Regions from separate parts of the Mus musculus genome. Here regions 2, 3 and 4 are each linked to region 1. A link is a contact called in public promoter capture Hi-C data. All regions are on one chromosome and are shown on one strand. Each heading gives the region's core, a stretch centred on a gene start, on an enhancer-like site or on the middle of the called end of the contact. The rest is flanking DNA. Distances are from core to core; before and after follow the strand shown.

Region 1 (2,700 bases), core at 178-2,677:
GAATCTCAGGGCTTCTCGGGCTACAGAACAATTCCAGGCCTGGGAAGTAGAGATCTAGAATTTTGGAAGTTGAGTTCCCAGTGCTCAATTAACCCACTGGAATGATCTACCTGAGGGGCGACAATGTAACCATCTTGGCTGCATTCACTCTGAAAAGCACCACGAGAACCAGACTGGTGATGGCAGGTGTGTGGATTCCAGTCTGCTAAAGCTCAGTGAAACCCCACTTCCCGGCTATACTTCCCATCACCTTTTGGGCCCCTAACACTACCTGTTTCCAATCCTTAGTAGAGGAAAAGCCTTTTGTTTTCCAGATAGGGCAAAAGCCTCTGAGTGCAAGGAAAGGGTAGGAGAGCATGGGTGCCCAGGGTCACTCACTCTGCGTGGCACAGCTGGAAAGGTGTGAACTGGAGTTCCAAATTCAGGCAGCTCTCTGCAGAAGGACACAAGTTAAGCCCAGCAGCCCCTGGCAGCCCCAGCTACGCTCTCCCCTAAGCCCCACTCACCTGCAATAGAGTCCAGGTTGTACTCTGAGCCAGGCTCATAGTCACAGTAAATGTTAAGAAACGGACTGCCCTTGTCTCCTGAGTCCTGGGGGTGGAAACTTCTCTCAGGGGAGGTAGGGGAGGTGACAGGCATTTGGAGTAGATTCAGAGCACTTGAGAGAGACTTGGTGGGATCCACAGTGACTAAGGAGGAGGGCGTGGACAGGTGGAGGGTGCTGTGGTACCTTTATAAAAGTGATGCCCACAACCAGGCCCCGTTTTGGGGGTGACTTGTTGAAAGTGTCGATGGAGACGATCTCAGCATCCACTATGAGGGGAGTTCAAAGTTCACTGATTAGGCAGGTCTCCACTCTTGCAGCCTAACCACACTAACTTCATACCACAGCAGATGCAGGCGTCTGACCGCTATCATCATGACCTCTGAACACCGACTACTATGCTGTTGATAACTTATGTTTGCGGAATCCTGAACCCTAACTACTTTCAGGCCATGATGACCACTGTCTCGAACCCTAATGATTATCAGTTTTGACCCTGACCTCGCAACACAGTGACAATCTTAGAATCCTCAACACCAGACTCTAGTCCCGCCCCAGGCACCACAGCGCCACGCACCGGGAATGTAGTTGAATTGCAGCTCTTTAGCCACAGGCCGGATTTTCTGTCGGAGGTCTTGATAGCGGAAGCCGAGCACCTTGCCTTTAAGAGTGGCGGCCAGCAACTCCCCTCGCCCGTCCGCGCCTCCAGCAAGCCCGTACACGTTGCTTTGCGACGAGAAGCGCGTGAAGCTGTCCTCCAGCAGTGGACAAGGTCCCTCTGCCACGGCCGCCTCCCCCATCCTGGCCCTCCGCGATCGGTCCCAGATGGCCTGATGCTCCCCAACCTGTCAGGAAACCTCCACTAGCGCATACTGATGACGTCAAGAAGCTGCGGTTACTGCCCTCTACAAATATGGCGCTTGGTTCCTTGACTGGGCGGCCCAGACAAAATTGCCCTTCTGCAACTGAGTGTTCTGTCCTTGCCCATTTCGGAGCTATGGAGAGGGCCTTCCAGGATTTGAGATGGGGGAATGGAGGCGTCTCTGGGCCTCTCTGAAAGCAGTGTGTAAAGGAGAATAAGTATCACCCTGAACTGTGGGTGGGCACACACTCCTGTGAGTACAGCACTTGGGAAGTGGAGGCAGTCGCAGCAGTTTCAACCCTTCTACAAAGTTAGAGGCTAAGCTTAAGTAATAAGTAGTTTTCAGGCCCGTCGGTCTGCAGGAGACACTCCCAGCCCCCAACTTCTGTCTCTCTCTACACACACATGCACTCCTATAAATACACTCATTCTCCAACAAAAACTATCTGAACAACAAAACAATTATAAAACCTAATTACTACCCTTTTGGATAAGCACATTCGATCTGCCAATTTATTTAAACTCATAAGCAAGCTGAAGTGGAGGCACATATCTAAACTTTTTACTTTTAGAGACAGGATCTTACTCCATAGCCTTGGCTGAACCAATAATTTACAAATCAGGCTGGCAACAAACTTGTGACAATCCTCTTACCTCTGTATGCCACGTGCCAAGAACACAGGCGTGCCCTTCTAAAGTAGGTATTCTTAATATTTTTAAAACACTTATGTGTATGTTTCTGTATGGGCACATGTACCATGGCATGTGATCAGAGAACAACTCTGGGAGTCAGTTCCCTTCACCTTCTGGGTCTCAGCAATTGAACTGCTTAGGCATGGTAGCAAGCACCAGTATCTGCTGAGCCATCTTGCTGGCCCTAAGGTACTCTTGAATCTATTATATAGGCCAACTGAGTTAAGTAAATTCTTTAAGCAATATTATCTTTAAAACAGTAAAGTGTATTCTTGTACCAGGGAAAAGATCAGTTAACCTGTCCATCCTGATGGCAGAAGAGACTACCTGCTTTAGTGAACATTCATAGTGACAGTCTGCAGGACCCATGGCTACCTTGTCCACTCACACTGCTCCTGGTGCCATCACACCCTTTAGAGAGTCCCTCACAAACTTCTCACCAGAACTATGCAAAGAGCTTTACAAAGTTTGAGCCCGACGCTGAGGGAGAGCAGGATCTGGACTGAGGTTTCTGTGATGGAGGGCTTACCAGCCAGGTGCTATGAGGCCTTTCAGGGGGTCTGGATCTGCCACTTCAATCAACTCCAGCACCTGGGATGCA
Region 2 (2,700 bases), core at 108-2,607, 840 kb before region 1:
TATTGTAATTGCTGTTGTAATTGCTGCCCTGGGATTTCCTCCAGCATATTGGCTCTTGCTTAAGATTTTTTTTCTGCTTCCTCCTCCTGGAGCGAATCTTACCTCCAGGCCTGCGAACTAGAGGTTTTGGAGGGTCACCATGGTCCTCTGTGTTCTTCCAATAGTTTCGGTCCTCCATCTTGAAAGCTGAGCCCACTTCGACGCCCAGCCCGGGTTCCTTCTTTACTCTCTTCCTCGCTGTGGAAGCCCAAGCCTCCATCAACTCAGCCTCAGCAGCCTCCTCAGCCCTTGCTTCTTCATCCCGACTACGGATTGCAGCATCCATGTAGAATATGACCTGTACTACTGCACCCAGGAGCAACCCCAGGGCTTCTGCCCAGTTCGGTGGAGGCTGGTTTGAATTCGGTAGCGGTGGGTTAGGGTTAAGCTTCAAGAGGCGCACCATATCCTCCCAAGTGCGTCCTTCGCCATCCAAGAATTCGTTCAGATTTTTTAAAAAGTCGTCGTCCTGGGTGGGATCCCTGCAGACCACTCTCCAGACACCGCCCCTCCCTGGGAACTCCCGGGGTATAGAGCTCAGATTCACACCCTCGCTAACCTCAACTAGAGCAGCCTTCACGTTCTCTTGCCTCAAAAAAATTTTGTTGAGCACACGGTATGTGCCCAGTGGCAAGAGGACCCCATTCAAGGTCTCCTCAATTTCTGCGTGGCTACAGTACTCAGGGATCCCAGTGACCAACAGGGATCTGTGGATGTCCATTCCCATGCCCCTGCACCAATCTTCCAGCAGGGTCATGGCCACGGGCTCCGACATCTTTCTGCTCTACCTGTTCGTGAAAGAAAGGGGGTGGAGGTAAAGTAAGGCTCCCCAAATATGAATCCTGCAAAGTAACAAGGCAGTGAGGTCAAATCCCCTGGAAGATGGACAGGAATATAGGTCTCCCCTGACTCCTCCACAGCTTTGGCCTTACACAACGCCTCGTCCATAGCGCCTCTCCTCCCCGCTACCCCCCACCCCCGCTCCCAGGATCCTCCTTCCCAGCCTGGGCCCCTGGTGCTCACGTGTCCTGAATATGGTTCCTGGAGCCTGGCGCTCCACAGGTTCACAGGGATATTCTGGCCTCCCCCGCTTCTGACAACTCACCCAGGTCAAAGCTAGGAGCCTGGAGCACAGCTGCTTTCCCAAGCGCAGGCTCTGGCCCCAAAGAGGCCAGGACTCCGTCCCTATGCTTCAGCTCCAGTCAGCACAGGTCACACAGCCTTGATCTATACCGAGCTGGCCAGCTGGCGTTGAAGATCACTCATGCGCACTTGCTTCCTGCACAAGGTCCTCAGATCCGCATCCCCGGCGGTCTCCATGGCAACAGTCCATTGGTTGCTAAGCATCATCCTAGCCTGCTGTGTGTGGGCTCTGCAATCAAACTTAACATGGAAGACAGACAAAAGATGCGACTGCTGTGACTGCTTAGGTGTTCATTGGGCAAAAAGTTCACATTGTGCATCCCTCCAGAGCCGTTTCTCCACCACGGACTACTTTTTCTCTTTAAATACACACACACACACACACACACACACACACACACACACACACATAAACATATATATATATATATATATATATATATATATATATATATATCCCACCCTCACCCACAAGGCAGGGTCCTGTGTAGCCCTGCCTGGCTTGGAGCTCACAGAAACCTACCTGTCTCTACTTCCTGAGTGCTAGAATTAAAGTCTTGTGCCTCCATGTCTGGAAACTTTTATAATTAATTGTTGTTGTTGTTGTTGTTTTATAATGTGTTGTTGTGGTGGTGGGGATCCAATATCCCCTTCTGGCTTTGACAGGCACTACACTCACATAAAAGAAACACACACATAGATGAAAATTTTTAAAAAAATTAAAAGCTCTAGTAAAGAAAGTAATTTATTTCTCAATCCAGTATTTATTTCCCAGATAGACTATACTGTGGAATTCCTTATACAAAGCAAATGTGTATCGTCTGTACAGCTAGAGTTCCATGGTCCTCACGTCCCTTTGTCTGTATTCTCTAACATGGAAAAGGTGGATTGGGAGCGATGGGGAGGAGAGATGCCTCACAGGGACCCCGTGGCTTGGAGGATGTATCTATGGGCAAGGTCAAGTGCAGCCAGGAGGAAGGGCAGTGCAGGAAGTCATCTCCCTAGATAAGTGGGATCTTGCAGTTCTGTGTGCTCTTCAAGGCCATCTGCTGCAGGATGGATGTGGCTAAACCATGGGGACCTCTGGGAGCCCTGAACCTCCTTCTTGACTTCACAACTCCTGGGAGGGTGTGTGGTCACTCCATGGTATGTGAGGTAGTAGCAGGGTGGCATTATTCAAATCATCTTTCACCTTCAGATTCATTCTCCTATCAACAACAATCTCAAAAAAAAAAAAAAAGATGGAAACAAATCCTTAGGGGTTTGTTTGTTTGTTTGTTTTAATGAATGGCGGCTCTTTTCCTTCGTGACTTAGTAAAATAGATGACCCTTTCTATAATAACAAAGCCACTAGCCTTGGGAGAAGAGTAAGTTGGGTCATGTTGCCTGGGTGACTTGCCCAGGAAACGGGTCCGTGAACACAGCACTAGTGAAGAAGGGAAGCTTTTCCAGGGGACTTTTTGTGGTGTGGAATGGTGATGATGGTGATGTTGGTGATGGAGATGAAGAAGAATAAGA
Region 3 (2,700 bases), core at 128-2,627, 910 kb before region 1:
AATAGGAAGATACACAGTGGGGTCTGAAGATGTTACTGGAGGCTAGACTACCCGTGGCTTCTCAGAAAGAGTTTGGGTTGTCTCACGAGGGAGCTGGGGAGCCATGGAAGGCTGCGGCGGGTGCCAGTTTTACAGTATTCCAGCAAGATGCCTCTGACTGCCATATGGAAGGTAAACTGGAGGAGGGAGGATGAACGCAAGCATCAGAGGAGGCTGAAGCTCTGATCCAGGCACAGGAAATGCAAGCAGCAACAGTGTCATTTAAAAGATCCCTTTGGGGCTGGGGTGTTGTGGCACACGCCTTTAATCCCAGCACTTGGGAGGCAGAGTTAGGCGAATTTCTGAGTTCAAGGCCAGCCTGGTCTACAGAGTGAGTTCCAGGACAGCCAGGGCTACACAGAGAAACCCTGTCTCGGAAGAAAAAAAAAAATCCCTTTGGTGTGGTTGTTTGTATTCGGAACAGCGTCTCAGGTATCCCAGGCTGGCCTTGAACCTGAAATTCTGATACTGTTGCCTCCACCTATCAAGCCTTCAAATTACTGAGGTGCACCTTTCAGCCTGATTTATATAGTGCTGGAATTGGAACTCAAGCCTGGAGCACTCTAGACAAGTACTCTACCAACTGAGCTACATCCATGACCCTTTAAAAGGTTTTTTCTAGGACTTGACATGATGATGCAAAGCTTTAATCCCAACACTTGGGAGGTACAGGCAGCTGGGTCTTTGAATTCAAGGCCAGCCTGGTTTATATAGCAAGTTCCAGGCTAGCCAGGGTTGCATAATTAAATCCTATCTCAAAATAAAAAAATAAAATAAATTAATAAGGATGCTGTTGGGCTCGGAACAAACATGGTACAATTGAGACTTGTCAAGACTTGAAGATCGGGATGCCTTGTTAATAATTCAAAAAGAGCCTTGATTTGCAACGTTCAAGTTTTATTTTGTTTGCTTGAGAAACTACCCATTTTCCAAAAGGGTTACTGAGGAGACAAGAGATAAACTTGTTCAAGGTCACACGAGTAATTGGCAGCACCCAGCTCCAGAGCAAACTCCGGGTTGGGCAGGGTGCTGGTTTGAAAGCAGCCCCACCCGCCGGAGGCAACGCAACCCAATCACCAACCCTAAAGGAAGCCGGGATCTCCAAGAAACTTTTGCAGCCTCGCAACTTTGGGAGTAGGCGCCCTCCCGGCCTGCCCCCATCCACAAGGCCCCTTCTCTCCTTTCTGATTGGCTACTTCTACAAGTACAAGTACGGTCTGGATACCCTCTGGTCACCTTGTCCTCCCGGCGCTCTGGGGGCGGGGGCGGGGGGGGGGGGAAGTTGGGGGGGACGCCGCGCAGGCGCGTCAGGAGTGCCTTTGGGGCCCGCGCTTTACGACACTTGTGCGGCAGCGGCGGCGGTCACTCGGCACTCCTTCGCGACGGTTCGGCCTGGTGCCGCGAGCGGCCGTTGCCAGGGTGGGGGTCGCTTTGCGGCATGGCGATGGCGGAGGGCGAGCGGACTGAGTGTGCTGAGACCCCCCGGGACGAACCCCCGGCCGATGGCACTCTGAAGCGGGCAGAGGAGCTCAAGACACAGGCCAACGACTACTTCAAAGGTGCGCCCGGCCCGGACGGGGTGAGGGAGGGTGGACAGCGGCCCAGGCTGTGGGGGTGCCAGGCCCGGCGGGGAACCATGGCAACGCGGAGCGGCAGCCTGGGCGCCGGGCAAGCACTACAGAGTAGCCAGGCGCGAGGAGGAGGCTCAGGCTGGACGACAGACTGGGGAGAGCTGCTGAGAAGTGGATACCAAGCAGAAGCCACTCACTGGGGAGACTGAGGCAGGCGCTGCTACACGATAGGGGAAAAGCAGGGGGCCGACATGTGAGTGCTACCAAATGTGAGACCTGGACAGAGGTGCTAAATGGTGGTCAGACCTGAAGAGGGCGCTACCAAATAGTGACATGTGTTTAGGGCAGTGATGGCGCTGCCGAGTGGGGAGGCCTGAGATGAGTATGACCGAGAAGAGAAGGCCCAATAGAGAAGGGAATTATGGGGATGGAGGTAGATAATTATATTGGAAGGCGATTTGGGGTGATCCAAGGAAACGAGTAGGGTGGAGAGGTGGAGCAGGAACGAATAGGGTGATCTTGGGCTAAGAGTGCCATGTGGGAGGACATGTCTCCGTTCATTCATTCTTTCAGTACACTTGTATTAAATAAGTGTCATGTGCTACACGGCCTGTGCTTGGCTCTGAGGCTGCAGCGATGAATGCAACACATGACTCGGATTTAAGCAGAACCAATCATTGCAAACTTGTGATGATCACTTTGGGTCAAGGTGACAACACAGGAAATACAGCTTAGAGTCTGCTTTCGATGGTGAGGTCGGGAGTGCCTGGAGAAAGAGGCTTTTTGAGGCGAATTGACAAGGAGTTTTACACGTGGGTCCTGACCACTGAGTTTGTGTGAAGACCCTGGGGTGGAGAGTGATTGAAAACAGACTGGCTTGGCTGGAGTTTGAGGAAACTGGGGGTACGAGGGGAAGACTGATACAAGAGAAGATTAAGATAAGGGGACAGAGCATGCAAAATCTGAATTCGTCACAAAGATGAGTTTTGGGTTTCCTTCGCTGTCCGAAAAGGGACATTGAGTGGGTAGATGGGACCAGTCTGGACTGGAGAAAATTTTGAGTGTAACCAGCCTATGGTTGGAGGTGCCC
Region 4 (2,700 bases), core at 62-2,561, 730 kb before region 1:
AGCAAGGAAGATATTGTTTTGAGTGTTTGTGTGAATATGGAGCACACGCACATGCGTGTGGGCGTGTGTAGGGGGTGGTGGGTTCTGTGGGTTCTGTTCCACCTCTGGAATGTGGAGGACGGCAACTCTGCGAAGTCAGTTCTCTCCATCCACCTTTATGTGGCTATAGGGATCAAACTCAGGTCAGCTTTCTCGGGAAACATCTTTACCTTTGGAGCCATCTTGATAACCTGGCTCCACTTTTTTTTTTTCTTTTTTTTTTTTTTTAAAGATTTGTTTATGAGCTGGAGAGATGGCTCAATGGTTAAGAGCACTGACTTCTCTTCAGAGGTCTTGAGTTCAATTCCCAGCAACAACATGGTGGCTCACAACCATCTGTAATAATGAGATCTGACGCCCTCTTCTGGTGTGTCTGAAGACAGGGACGGTGTACATACATACATTAAATAAATAAATAAATCTTTAAAAAAATTATTTATTTTAGTTGGGCATAGGAGTTCATGCTTTTAGTCCCAATACTCAGAAAGTGAATCTCTGAGTTCGAGGCCAGCCTGGACTACAGAGCAAGTTCCAGGATAACCTGGGCTACATAGAAAAAGACTGTCTTAAAAACAAACAAACAAACAAACAAAACAAAAAAGACCTATTTATTTATATTACGTGTCTAAGTGTTTTGCTTGTATAGCATGGTACCTAAAAGAGTCAGAAGAGGATGTCAGATCCCTTGAAGTGGATGGTTGGGCCACGTGGGTACTGGGAACTGACCCAGGTTCTCTGCAAAAGCAGCCATCTCTCTAGCCCCTGGCTCTGCTTTCTGAGATAGTCTCATGTGTCCTAGGCTAGTACTGATTTCCCTGCCCAGCCTTCTGAGTACTTGACTTCAGGTGGGCTCTGCACCGCTCAGTTTATATGGTGCTAGAGGTTGCCCAGGACTTTCTGCCGGCTAGACAAACGCTGTACCAACTGAGCCACATCCCCAGCAGGAAGATGATTCTGGAAAGGGCCAGGGTGTGAAGCTATAGGCTTAGGCTTAGCTCTGGCCTGGAAGCAGAGCACATGGCTACCATACAAAAGGCCCTGGGTTCCAACCCCAATACTATATTATTAAGTCAGGCTGCCTAGCAAGTACCTAACCTCTTTGTGCCTCAGTCTCTAGCTCTCCAAGGACTGAGGCACAGAGCCTGGCTTACGGAGGACCTGTGGTCAGTGCTAAATGGCAGCTAATCTAGTGACTGTGGAACGCAGTGACTTAACAGCTCTGAAGGCCAAGCTCCCATTTGGCCACACAGTTGCACTTTCACCTCTATTGCAAAACCGGCCACCTTTCTTGGAGCCTAGCTCAAATTGGCATGGCACTGTATCTTCTCTACCCAACCCCTCACAGCAGCGGCTGAGATTCACAGTTTGTGTTGTTTTTCTTTCAAACACCAGTAAATTGCCCTTGAACTTTAAGAAGAAAGGAAACAAAACAAGACCTTTTTAATGACTGAGGAAGAATTCAATTTTAAGTTGGCAATTTACGGGCTATGGTGCCACACCAGTAATCAAAGCACTTGGGAGATAGAGGCAGAAGCATGAGTTCAAGGACAGCCCAGACAACTTGAAACATGGTCCTGAAAAAGTGGTGGCGCATGCCTTTAATCCTAGCACTTGGGAGGCAGAGGCGGGCGGATTTCTGAGTTTGAGGACAGCCTGGGCTACACAGAGAAACCCTGCCTCAAAACAAACAAACAAACAAAAGAAGGGGAGGGGAGGGGAGGGGAGGGGAGGGGAGGGGAGGGGAGAGGAGAGAGGAGAGAGGAGAGAGGAGAGAGGAGAGAGGAGAGAGGAGAGAGGAGAGAGGAGAGAGGAGAGAGGAGAGAGGAGAGAGGAGAGAGGAGAGAGGAGAGAGGAGAGAGGAGAGAGGAGGAGAGAGGAGGAGAGGAGAGAGGAGAGAGGAGAGAGGAAGAGAAGAGAAGAGAAGAGAAGAGAAGAGAAGAGAAGAGAAGAGAAGAGAAGAGAAGAAAAGAAAAGAAAAGAGAAAGCCCAAAAGAGGGTCAGGGAGAGGCTAGGGATGTAGCTCAGTGGTACAGTGCTTGCCTGGTACGAATGGAGTTTGACCCCAGCACCACATAAACTGGGCATGGCGGTTCAACCTTGCAATCTAAGTCACTGGGAGGAAGAGCCAAGAGGATCAGAAGTTCACACTCAGGTTGAGGCCAGTGTAGGTTATATGAAACTAAGCTTCAGAAAGAAAGAAAGCAACAACAACAAAAACAGCACTGGAGAGACTGCTCAGTTGTTAAAAGCACGGACGGCTCTTCCCGAGAACCTGGGTTTGGTTTCCTTCACCCACGTGAAGGCTCACAACTGTCTATGGCTCCAGTTCCAAGGTACCTGGCACCCTCTTATGGTCTCCATGGAAAGTGCACACATGCAGTACACAGCTGAATACACACACAAAAGCATCCATACATCACCCCTGCCCCACAAAGCCCATGGTCTTTCTGTGTAGCCCTGGCTGTCCTGGAACTCACTCTAAGACCAGGCTGGCTTTGAACTCAGAAACCTGCCTGCTTCTGCCTCCCAAGTGCTGGGACTAAAGGCCTGCTCAGCTCACATACACCTTTTTTTTTTTTTTGTTTTAAACAGAAGAGAAGCAAGAGAGAGAGGACCCAAAGATAAAAAAAGTTGGGGCTCAGGAATCTAGAACATTTACAA

The links. Promoter capture Hi-C pulls out the DNA fragments that hold promoters and counts their contacts. Capture Hi-C pulls out chosen DNA fragments and counts their contacts.
Region 2: a promoter capture Hi-C map of frontonasal cranial neural crest shows a contact between it and region 1. The contact joins the promoter of Pnmal1 here to the promoter of Kptn in region 1. A contact is called at or near these places in 5 of 39 promoter capture datasets (cranial neural crest, frontonasal cranial neural crest, neural stem cells and 2 more) and 1 of 115 datasets of contacts at active chromatin or transcription factors (bone marrow-derived macrophages).
Region 3: a contact with region 1 is called in a promoter capture Hi-C map of adipose tissue, with 2.4 times the contacts expected there. The contact joins the promoter of Ppp5c here to the promoter of Kptn in region 1. A contact is called at or near these places in 2 of 39 promoter capture datasets (cranial neural crest and maxillary cranial neural crest) and 1 of 9 other capture datasets (adipose tissue).
Region 4: a promoter capture Hi-C map of liver shows a contact between it and region 1, with 2.7 times the contacts expected there. The contact joins the enhancer-like site here to the promoter of Kptn in region 1. A contact is called at or near these places in 3 of 39 promoter capture datasets (hippocampal neurons and liver) and 2 of 9 other capture datasets (adipose tissue and pancreatic islet).

Annotation. Positions count from the first base shown.
Region 1 is chr7:16,118,603-16,121,302 of GRCm38.p6, reverse strand. It overlaps Kptn (kaptin), which reads right to left and starts at 1,427. Exons shown (of 12, transcript NM_133727.2): 1 at 1,122-1,427; 2 at 731-813; 3 at 507-591; 4 at 379-433. The coding sequence starts at 1,344.
Region 2 is chr7:16,958,336-16,961,035 of GRCm38.p6, reverse strand. Pnmal1 (PNMA-like 1) reads right to left here and starts at 1,357. Exons shown (of 3, transcript NM_001007569.2): 1 at 1,145-1,357; 2 at 1-827. The coding sequence starts at 814.
Region 3 is chr7:17,026,591-17,029,290 of GRCm38.p6, reverse strand. It overlaps Ppp5c (protein phosphatase 5, catalytic subunit), which reads left to right and starts at 1,377. Exons shown (of 13, transcript NM_011155.2): 1 at 1,377-1,598. The coding sequence starts at 1,478.
Region 4 is chr7:16,850,427-16,853,126 of GRCm38.p6, reverse strand. The region is part of intron 8 of Prkd2 (protein kinase D2); the gene reads right to left. Among named protein-coding and RNA genes, the nearest start is that of Prkd2, 8.9 kb to the right of the region's middle. Within about 2 kb of position 1,311, at least 8 of the 459 cell types and tissues checked have an H3K27ac peak or open chromatin away from gene starts, as enhancers often do. A contact at or near this core is called in adipose tissue and liver, where this site is marked.